Regions from separate parts of the Hordeum vulgare genome. Here all the other regions are linked to region 2. The links are chromatin contacts, called in public Hi-C maps. All regions are on one chromosome and are shown on one strand. Each heading gives the region's core, a stretch centred on a gene start, on an enhancer-like site or on the middle of the called end of the contact. The rest is flanking DNA. Distances are from core to core; before and after follow the strand shown. Region 1 has its middle 70 kb from the start of LOC123442407. Region 2 holds the start of LOC123443736 (carbamoyl-phosphate synthase large chain, chloroplastic). Region 3 has its middle 150 kb from the start of LOC123443735.

What was found. A called contact is a pair of places that touch in the nucleus more often than the background predicts.
Region 1: a Hi-C map of seedling shows a contact between it and region 2, with 4 times the contacts expected there. The contact joins the enhancer-like site here to the promoter of LOC123443736 in region 2. A contact is called at or near these places in 1 of 6 Hi-C or Micro-C datasets (seedling) and 1 of 1 datasets of contacts at active chromatin or transcription factors (embryo).
Region 3: a contact with region 2 is called in a Hi-C map of leaf, with 6 times the contacts expected there. The contact joins the enhancer-like site here to the promoter of LOC123443736 in region 2. A contact is called at or near these places in 2 of 6 Hi-C or Micro-C datasets (leaf and seedling) and 1 of 1 datasets of contacts at active chromatin or transcription factors (embryo).

What each region holds. Positions count from the first base shown.
Region 1 is chr3H:321,299,950-321,303,673 of MorexV3_pseudomolecules_assembly, forward strand. No RefSeq gene overlaps it. Among protein-coding and RNA genes, the nearest start is that of LOC123442407, 70 kb to the right of the region's middle. Within about 2 kb of position 2,357, at least 3 of the 3 cell types and tissues checked have open chromatin away from gene starts, as enhancers often do. A contact at or near this core is called in seedling, where this site is marked.
Region 2 is chr3H:321,857,298-321,860,949 of MorexV3_pseudomolecules_assembly, forward strand. It overlaps LOC123443736 (carbamoyl-phosphate synthase large chain, chloroplastic), which reads left to right and starts at 1,534. Exons shown (of 3, transcript XM_045120250.1): 1 at 1,534-2,947. The coding sequence starts at 1,664.
Region 3 is chr3H:320,957,179-320,960,688 of MorexV3_pseudomolecules_assembly, forward strand. No RefSeq gene overlaps it. Among protein-coding and RNA genes, the nearest start is that of LOC123443735, 150 kb to the left of the region's middle. Within about 2 kb of position 1,698, at least 2 of the 3 cell types and tissues checked have open chromatin away from gene starts, as enhancers often do. A contact at or near this core is called in leaf, where this site is marked.

The DNA of each region.
Region 1 (3,724 bases), core at 1,107-3,606, 560 kb before region 2:
CTCAATTTAAGAAACTGATAATTTCGAAATAAAATATTAAAAAAACATATTTTTTTTAGAATTCAAAAACTACTCATGAGTTTTGAAAAATGTTTGCATATAAAAAAATGTTTAAACTTTGAAAAAATATCCATCAAATAAAAAAGTCAACGATTTTAAACAAAAGTCCATGTAAAAATCTTAAAAACAGTTCGTGCCTGTGTTTTTAGTCTCATTTTTTATTTTCATTTTTCTGTTCCATTTTTTAGTTTAAATAGTTTAGAACTTTGAAAAACTTTTGCAATTTATAAAACTGGTAATTTTGAAATAAAAGTTTGAAGAAAATATAAAATGTTTGTGAATTCAAAAAATGCTTAGGATTTTTGTAAAAATATTCGCATATTCAATTTTTTTTATATAATTTTGAAAACAATGTTGATGAAAACAATAAAAGTCCATGATTTTGAAAAAAAGTTTGTGTGTTATTTTTTGAGTGCAATTGAAAAAAATGTTTGCTAATTCAAAAAATGTTCATGCATTTCAAGAAATGTCCTAAAATTTTAAAGACATAATATGATCAGCATCATTGGAGATTATAATTATATTTCTTCCGTTGCAACGTACGGGTCCTTTTGCTAGTGTTAATAAAACACCTATTGCTTCGGTGGTACGTCATTAAAATTGTTCCTGAAGTTGGCATAAATTACCCACCATGTCACCCGTAAGTCAAAAACGATTCAGTTTTTCCTTTCCGAAGTCGTGTATGCTTCGTTCTTTTATAATATGTGATACTAAGTAAACTCAGAGATGCGTACGTAGCATGGTGGCTAAGGCCTAACGGTTTCAGCGAAGAGACCAGGGTTCGATCCCCGGTCTCGATGAATTCCCCAATCTCTTGTAAGTCCTCCCTACATATCCGTGGCTTGCTTTGCTATTTTTTTATTTCATTTTTGTCTTTTTTTTTCTTTCATCTTTAAACTGATTTGAAATTTTCAAAATTTAAAAGTTGTGAGTTTTCAAAACATGTTCGAGAAATCTTAAAATATATGTGAATTCAATTTTTTTTAACAAAATCATAATTTTTTGCGGATTTAAAAAAGTTGGCGGTTTTTGCCAATCCGTACGCAAATTATAAAAAATAACCGCGATCTGGAAAAAATGGTTAGGAAATAAAATCATGTTCGGGATTTTGAAAAAAATATAGTGTATTCAAAGCATATTCGGGAATATGAAAAAAATGTGCATGAAACTTTAGAAAATATTCACATAAATTAAGAAAATCAATTTTCAAATTTGTTCCCAAAAAGCTCGTATGTTCAAAAAATGTTTGCTGAGTTAAAAATTGTTCATCAATTCAAAAAATGTTTGTAAAAAAATAATGTACGGTATTTTTTTGAAAAACCACAAGTTTTTTTCAAAAACATTGTCGATTCGGAAACCCGTTCACCGATTCAATAAACTTTTATGTCTAGGAATTGATTAGTATTATGAAAGGCTTTATATGTCTAGGCGTTGGGAGTAGTTCATGATCGATGAGATTTGTTTTTAAAGTTGTAAACATTTCCTTGCGCAACATAATAAAAGGTTGGGTGTGCAGTGGTAAGCTAATAGTCTTGGTATTTATTACGTTAAACATATTGTGATCACGTGGACATCGTAACCATCATCAGCGAGGAAAGAAAAATAAATGACAACATGGTGAGCCATCGTGTTAAAATAGAAGATAATTTTATGTCAGAGTATTGAGTCCTACTTATTTGATTAGTGCATAATTTTTTCTATCTCCCATTGCAACGCACGGACATATTTGCTAGTATAAATAAAGCAAGCAGACAACACCTGATATATATGAGTGGCTGATCACTTAATTCATTTAGATGTCCGATTGTAGACGAGTTGGCTCGAGACGAGGCCGCGGTGATGGAGGCAGGCGTGTCGGGGCGAGGCCATGGCTCAGGGCGATGCCAGCCTTACGTAGGCGGGCGTTGCGGTGTGCGTGTGTGTGCACGCATCCGTTTCTAGGGCGTGGTCGGCTTGGCGAATCCCTGACCGTGTCTATCTTCAGGTCGTAGCCGAATTTGGAAATTTGTGCGTCCCTTGCCCACAAGGATGTTTGATTGATGGGATTCGCCCGGAGACGACCAGGCAAACGGCTGTAGCTAGCGGGTGTTCTTGTTGTAATATGAAGCAATACTCCCAGTGTACGTATTAATACTTATCCATCAAATCCAACTTAAGTCACTCATGCGTGTTGTTGCCTCTCCCTTTTTCTTCTCCTTTTTCTATTTCATCCCCACGTGGCTAGTGAGTAGCTCAACAGCAACAAGGAAACTCCACAGGACTTCCCGTAGGCGGACAGGAAAACGTGACCACAAATAGGGCCGGCTCTGGCCCTAGGCGAACATGGACGACGCCCAGGGCCCATGTTTTGAGGGGGTCCATCATGACGTATGTATAAGTATACGTGTTGCTATATGAGCTGAAAAAAAAATAAGCTAAAGGCCTCAAGCCTAAAGATCAAGTCTCGATTGTGATGGGAAGACTTGTACGCGCTGCCTCTTAACTATACCAGTGACTGTAGCCTCAACTGAAAGAAGTTTCTCTAAATTAAAACTGCTAAAAAATTGTTTGAGGTCAACTATGTTACAAGACAGATTGAATGGCTTGGCTATGTGTTGTATTGAGAAGGATGGCTTAGACAAAATTGATCTTGATACTCTCATCAATGATTTTGCATCTAGAAATGTCCGAAGAAGATTCTTTGTGAAGCACTGGTGTATTATTGTCCATGAACTCATATGAACTTTGTTTTTATTTAAGATAATTAAACTAGCAGCGAATATTATTTCTTAAATTTTTCTACTTTTTTATTTATAGTTGTCTCTAAATAACAATTAGTGATCGGCCCACAATGGAAACCGAGTAGCGGAAACAACGGTTGCCTTTAGATGATTGTTGTGACGCAGTAGATTTGACCGGGGTAGTGTTGGCAGTAATCCCTCACAGCTGCCTCCAGCGTCACGCGCATCCAGTCCAGAAAGGAAGCAACCTTGCTAGACGCATGGAGTTGGCAAGAGGTCACGAGACGCTTGTTTTATCAGGAAGTGATGTGAAGCCGACCGGGGCACGGTGGCGGTGGCGGTAGAGCGCCGTCCAAGGGTGCAGCAGACCAGGGCACGAGGCGAAGTGGAGCCGGTGCCAGCGGAGGGCGCGGCTGCGGTCGGTTGTGCAGTGGATAAGAAACATCACCCAGTGGAAGCCAGCCGTGGGCGCAGTAATAACGAGGTCGCTTGAGGCGATGCCTGCTTGAGGCGAGATGCGGACGGCGGCTCCTACGTCGCGCGGGGATGGTGCCTCATGGCACGCGCGGCGAAGTGGGAGCGAGGCGAGGCGCGGCGCGGGCGGAGGCTGGTCGGCTCAGATGCGGTGTGGTAGCCTGAGTCCGGGGCGGCTTATAATTGATTCCTTCTTTTTTTTGTTTTCTGGTAGTCTTCGTCAGATGTTGATTGATCGATAGATCATGGATATCAGCCCTTGTATCCTGTTAAACTTCGCGGATCGTACGACACGATGATAGCATTGCACTGATAACCCTAGCTTTCTATCACGATCTGATTTTGTATACAACGTCCTGACTGCCTCGTTGCAATTTTTCTCTTGCATTGTTCGACCAAATTAATGTTGAAACTAGAGTTGATGTAGATCTTCGAGCCGGTTCTTGCGGATTCGACGGGTCATAAGCTTC
Region 2 (3,652 bases), core at 284-2,783:
TAGGGTCGCATCTTGGACGTGACAACTTCTTAGTTGAAATATGTAAAAAATATAATGAATATGATCCGACTTAAATGAAAATTATATGGTTTGCATAAAATTTGTCCATTTTTTTCAAATTCCTTTGAAATGTCTTTGGACTTTGATGTCTATGGCTGGCTCCCGTATCACCAAACGCGTCCAAAGGCGCCTTTTTTGTTGGATATGCGCTTAGGTGGCAGTTTTCAAATTCAGAAGTATGTGTTGGATATGCGCTTAGGTGGCAGTTTTATTTGGGTGTCCAAAGGCGCCTTTTTTGTGTGCATTGCATGTATGCGCACAAGTAATTGCATACACATCCGTCACCACCCTCATAGCTGGAACATGCTCGGGCCGAAGGGTGGTCCTTGATCGACGGGCGGCCTTGGCTAGGATTTACTGGGTGGCGCGAAAGGCAGGGTTTCGAAGTCTGAATGTCTGTTTTAGAATAGGTTTCCATGGCGGCAACTTCAAGCTCTATGTTAGCAGAGCAACATGATCTAGAAGCAATGATGAAATATTTAGGCCACACTAAGGATAATCGAGACGACTCGTAATCTTGAGAAAGGGGCACCGCCGAAGGCAGAACAATGTTTTGGTTCGCTATGACTCGAGTTTATGACATCCTTGATACTTGTCCCTTCCCCTCTCCTCCAAGCAAAGAAGAAGCTAGAATTTCTGCCTCCCGCCAGCGGCGCCGTCGATCCGCCTCGTATCATGTGGCCTTAGGATCATGGAGACGCGGTCGATCGTAGCCCTTGCGGGGTGGGAGGACTCCGTTTTTACATGTTTCTCTGAATTTTGCTAGGGCTTGTGTCACGTTCAAGAAGACGAGACGTTCACGACCCTTAAAGATAAAATAAAATTATGCCCGCCTAGCCCCGGTACCGATGGTGCATCTACCATCGTCGGATGGCGCGTGGAGGTTGTGTGCGGTAGATCCCGCATGATTCGGTTGGTGGTTGTCTTTGATGGATCCACTCGGATCGAGTCTTTGTTCGTCCATGTCACCGTGTCTTGGAGGTTGGATTCTTTCGATCAACATTTTTATTTATTAACGGCGGTTGTTGTCTTGGTGCGTTGGTCCTAAAGGGCCTTAACACGACAACTTCCCGACTATCTATCACAACAAGTTTTGTCCATCTCCGACGAGAGAGGGGTGATGACAGCGGCGTACCTTTGGCTCGTTTCAATGCTTGTAAATTATAAACGTTGCTGGTGGACTACGACTGTAGATGTAATTATTATTAACTTTTGTGTTTGTTGTACCGTCATGATCGATGATGAATAAATCGATTAGATTTTTTTTAAAACTTATTCATACGGATAGAGATTATGCCAGGTGTGGCTCTACAAGAAGATGAAATCGGTTTGGACAGCAAATTCGTCTCATAGGAATTAAGAGGGAGGGAAAGTAAAACAAGGCAGGATAAGACGACGATTTGGAGCCTAAAACTGAACCACCCGCGACAGCGAATATAAAAAGGAATTGGTGAGAGGGTTAAACCCTCACAGTTACACGCCCCCTTAATCCCTCTACAAAAAAACCCTACATCCCCATCGCCCCCTTCCACCCTCCACTTCGCCGCCGCTTCCTCATCACCACCAACCTTGTGCGCGCCTCCGCGCCGCCGCCGCCGCCGCCATGGCGACCTCACTCTCATCCCACTCCCACCTGCGCACATGCCCCTCCTACGCCCACCGCGCCACCGTGCTCCTCCGCTCCCTCCTCCCCTTCCCGCGCCGTCACCACGGCTCCTCCCGCCGCGGCCTCTCCGCCCGCTCCGCCTCCTCCAACGGTGCCGCACAGGACACCGCCGTCACCGTACGCCACTTCGCCGCTGAGCCCACCAAGGGCGGCAAGCTCGCCGGCGTCAAGAAGATCATGATTCTCGGCGCTGGGCCCATCGTCATCGGCCAGGCGTGCGAGTTCGACTACTCCGGCACACAGGCTTGCAAGGCGCTCGTCGAGGAAGGATACGAGGTGGTGCTCGTCAACTCCAACCCGGCCACCATCATGACCGACCCCGACCTCGCCCACCGCACTTACATCGGGCCCATGACCCCGCCGCTCGTCGAGGGCATCATCGCCAATGAGCGCCCCGATGCGCTCCTCCCCACCATGGGCGGACAGACGGCGCTCAACCTCGCCGTCTCTCTGGCCGAATCCGGCGCGCTCGACCGCCTCGGTGTGCGCCTCATCGGCGCTTCCCTCCCTGCTATTCGCGCCGCGGAGGACCGCCAGCTATTCAAGCAGGCCATGGACCGCATCGGACTCAAGACGCCCCCCTCTGGCATCGGCACCACGCTTGAGGAGTGCCTCACAATCGCAAAGGACATTGGTGAGTTCCCCCTGATTGTCCGACCAGCTTTCACGCTTGGTGGCACCGGGGGAGGCATCGCCTATAACAGGGCCGAGTTTGAGGACATTTGCCGCTCTGGTCTGGCGGCTTCACACACGCAGCAGGTGCTTGTGGAGAAATCCCTGCTCGGGTGGAAGGAGTACGAGCTGGAGGTGATGCGTGACATGGCCGACAATGTGGTCATCATCTGCTCCATTGAGAATATCGACCCCATGGGTGTGCATACAGGCGATTCAATCACCGTGGCGCCTGCTCAGACTCTCACTGATAAGGAGTACCAGAGACTCAGGGACTACTCCGTGGCCATCATCCGGGAGATTGGTGTGGAGTGCGGTGGTTCCAATGTACAGTTTGCCGTGAACCCTGCAGACGGGGAGGTCATGGTGATTGAGATGAACCCCAGGGTTTCAAGGTCATCAGCTCTTGCATCAAAGGCCACTGGGTTTCCGATAGCCAAGATGGCAGCAAAACTCTCAGTAGGCTATACGTTGGACCAGATTCCAAATGATATCACAAAGAAGACGCCTGCTAGCTTTGAGCCCTCCATTGACTATGTTGTCACAAAGGTAGTAATCTTGAATCTGTTTGCAACCTCCTTGGAGCAAACAGTATTTGGTTCATTGTAGAAATTTTGCATCCCATCCCACAATAACTTTGTGTTGTGTAGATAGTATTTGCTGTAAACCTGCAAGTTCCAACTGTGGTGCTGATAGCTTACCTTTTTTATTTGCTCTGCATGCCTTAGAACTTTTCAACTTTAATGATTAGTTTGGTCAGTATACTCTCAAGATATTTTAACAGGATGACTAAAATTTCTTATTACTTGCTTAAGCGAATTGTCATATGTGCATCGGCATCTCCCTGTCAGAAGTTGAATGGTTCTTCTTTATTTGATTACAGATAAAGTAGTACTGTTTAGCTATCCTTTGTCTATGGTTCTTCTTTATTTGATTACAGATAAAGTAGTACTGTTTAGCTATCCTTTGTCTCTTGCACGGTTTACTTCATGTTGCTTCACTAGTCATTCTTATCTTCTTGGCTACATTAGTCAATTCAGAACCAAAACATCACAATCAAATGAGTTCCTATTTTGTTCTTTATATTGGAGCTCTGCATCTTGACTAATCTAATTGCTGTGTTCCTACTTCTAGTTGATAGCCCACCAAATATTGAATCTGTAAAGCATAACCTGGGATCAAGGAGACTGTCATGTTTGTAAATTTCTTTCTATCTCATAGCTTTTCAGATGGAATATATACTCGAGAAGCAGC
Region 3 (3,510 bases), core at 448-2,947, 900 kb before region 2:
AAACTTACGACCATTTCATAAATGTAAAAGTCTATTCGTCATCCAGGATTCAAAATAAGTTATTCTTCTTCCAAATAAACTTATGACCTTTCATAAATAAATTACATTTAAAATAACAATAGTTACATTAATATTGATCCATTACGGAAAATTTGATATAAAAAATTAAAAATATAAATCATAAGACCGGAAAAATCATATTTCATGTATATTTTACATTATGTTTTTATGTTTGTAATTTTACTTGACATAAAATATTTTATGATTACTATATTTTTTTATAATCTTTTTTACGTATGAAATAAAAAAGTAAAATATAAAATTACAGTGCATTGATGTGAAAATAAAGAAGGTTAAAGAATAACTATTCTTCATTTAAAATGACGAATAGTCAATTTCTCAGATCAGAATAGTTATTATGATCCGGCACGGCGCGGACGAGACGTTCCCGAACTACAGAATTGGCAGCGACAGAAAAAAATATAGGAGCCGCTACCCATCGGTCCACCACCTCCCCCTGATCCACAACCTCCCACGATCCCCCACCGGCACCCCACCAGCCATCAAAACCTCCCGCTCCACCGCCTGCAGTGGATACCGGTCGCCGTCGCCGGCCATGGATCCTCGTGCGCCGCTGCCACCCCTATATCCCGCGTGCCACCGCCGGCCCTGGACCTCGCACGCGCCTCCACCGCCCCTCCACCGGCCAGTCGCGCCGCCATGATACGCCCCTGCAACCCCCGCGCACCTCCGCGTAACCCCGCACCTCTTCACCACCTCCGTGGGGCCCGACCATCTCCGCCTCGTCCCTGTGGTGCTCCTCCATCAACGCAGAACTTGTATCCGTTGACGCCACCGGCCGCTGGAGCTCGCGACGGGCATCTTATTGTCGCGTGCCTCCTCCCAGTGACTGTCGGCGTCGCACGTCGCATTCTCCCCATCTGTCTGCTCATGCCTTCCGACTCCTCCCGGTGGGGCTCCAACGTCGCATCACCAACGACGCTCGTCGCCACCAACTCCGGTCGTTCAACAACTACGCGCCTCCTGGAGATTCACAGCAACAACGCCCTCCTGAATCCCATCGTTGCGCCGGAGGGATCAACTATTGGATGCTATACTGCAGCTAGAGGAGCCGTTGACCTTCAACCGGAGGAGGCAACGACCTGCAGCTGCAGGGAGGCTTGGATTGCGGCGGGTCCTCTAGCAACAGTCAGGCCTGTCGCTGACTGAGGAATGAACGGGTACAGAAAATATCCCCTCGTTTTCATTTTAGCTGATGGCATAAACAACATTCTTTTCTTCAAGTATGTGTATATATGTTCCTTGGAACATGATCCTTCAGTTAGTGAAAAGCCATCAGTAATGACAATTGTATGAGATGAATAGTATTCAAAAAGGGATGTCATAATACTACCTCGGTTCCTAAATATAAGTCTTTCTAAAGATTTTATTAGAGAAATTACATACGTATGTATATAGACAGTGGCCGAGGACGAAACTTTTTTAAGGTGGGGCAAACTCTTAAGCTTAATTTTCTTTATTATGCAAATCAAACTATAATACAACTAACAGTGCACACAAAAATGAAAACCAAAATTCATAAAAATATTACACCTGTCAGCATGTACGCCAAGTCCGCCAGTCTCCAACTCCATCAGGAAAAAAAACTCGCTCGCTCTCGCTTGGGTGAGGATCTGAAGTATGACGTGGGGTGGACTAGGTTGAGCGAGGCTAGTGTGTGACGCCATGACCTGCTAACTCCTACGTGCTACGGCCCAATAAAAACGTTGGTGGCATGTTCAATCATGGCCCAATAAAAACGTGTAACGGTGATTTTTCTTTCCCAATGATCTTTTAGCGATCAAACATGTATTCGTATAAAAAAATCATCAAAAATCAAGGTAGACGCTCGCCCTACCGGGAGCTCCGCCTGTGTATATAGACATACTCTAAAGTATATAGATTTACTTATTTTGTTTTGTATGTAATCACCTAATGAAATCTCTTAAAAGACTTATATTTAGGAACGGAGGGAGTAGTAGTTATGCGATTGTGAAGTGAGCTCACCCATTGAGTCAGAAGTTGCTGGCCGTTGGGTCTGTTGATATCGACGCCTTGCGTCCAGTGACAATTTCCACCGTGCATACCATGGATGTCTTGCTCTTCTGCCTTGAACTTCTTCTCCAACCTCTTGCCTCGCCATCTTGGCATTCTTCTTGCTAGCCAGCACGTCTTTGCCGATCCAGGTAAACCAGAAGGTGCATGTGGGGAGCTACCCCGTGCAGAAACGAAAGAGGAAAACAACAAAAAAGGGATTGCCCGATCCAGTCGAACAAGTTGTGGATGAACAACTCGACTTGGGTGTGTTACTCAATTCATCTTATATGGATAATTGTACCGATTTTTGCTCACATGCATTGTATGTGTTGAGACAAGATGTTAGAAGAAAAAAAGGTTCAAATAACACAACAAGAGCAAGGGATTAAATTATAAGAAATAATTTCCCCATTCTAGAAAACTAGAAGTTCAAATTGAAATAACAGCGTGGTTCAATGTTTATAAAATGATGATTTCCTTATTACTATCCAATGTTTAAATTTAAAAAATGGTGAAGTTCGATGTATATACAAAATTCAGATTTTCTCATTACAAAAGAATAAAAGCAAAGAAGGTCAAAAATTTATGAACAAAGAAGTTTTGATTTTTAACAAGAAAAAGTTGAATAATTTCGATAGCTTTTCATAGGTGTATCGTTTGTGTGGTTCAATGCTTTTAAATACCGACAACTTTTGCTCATTACTAAAGAATAAAACAAAAAAAATCAAACTAGAAATAACAGAGCAGCTCAATGTATACAAAAAACTTAGATTCTTCTCGTTTCTAGAAAAAAGTATTTAATTCAACTAAAATATGACGTTTACTAAAAAAATCATTTTTTTCTTTTTCTAAAAAATCAAAATAAGAAGTTCAAATTAAATAACTCAGAAGTTCGAAGTTTATGAAATCTAGAATTTACAAGTTAAAAATCAATCCCATTTTTGGCATTTTAAAACTACTCATAAAATGAGAACGAATTTGATAAGGTTGTCTACATAAGAAAATTGCTTCTCAAACGTAACCTTTCTAATGGTATATCATACACGAAATTCCCATGAAAGAAATGTTTTGTGTATATAGTTCCAAACAAGTTTTAGTGTGTTCAAAAAATGCTCTTAAACAGTCACTGAGTTTTCACAATTGCTATATTTGTTGTGATGTGTAAAAAAATTGAGTTTTCTCTCAAGTTTAAATAGAAATATATGGGCGTATTTTCAACAAGTTTTTGTCCAACTCTGAGGAACAGACGAGGAATCACGAGCAAAAAATACGTGACAGAAGTTCATAGTGAAAACAACGAGAAGTTCAAGCACTACATCAAATGCGTTTAACGTGAGAGTAAAAGAATAAAAAACAAAGTATGAAAAGTTTGTTACTAGAAGGTCAAGTGCTATGCTCGGGGAAGTTCAAAAA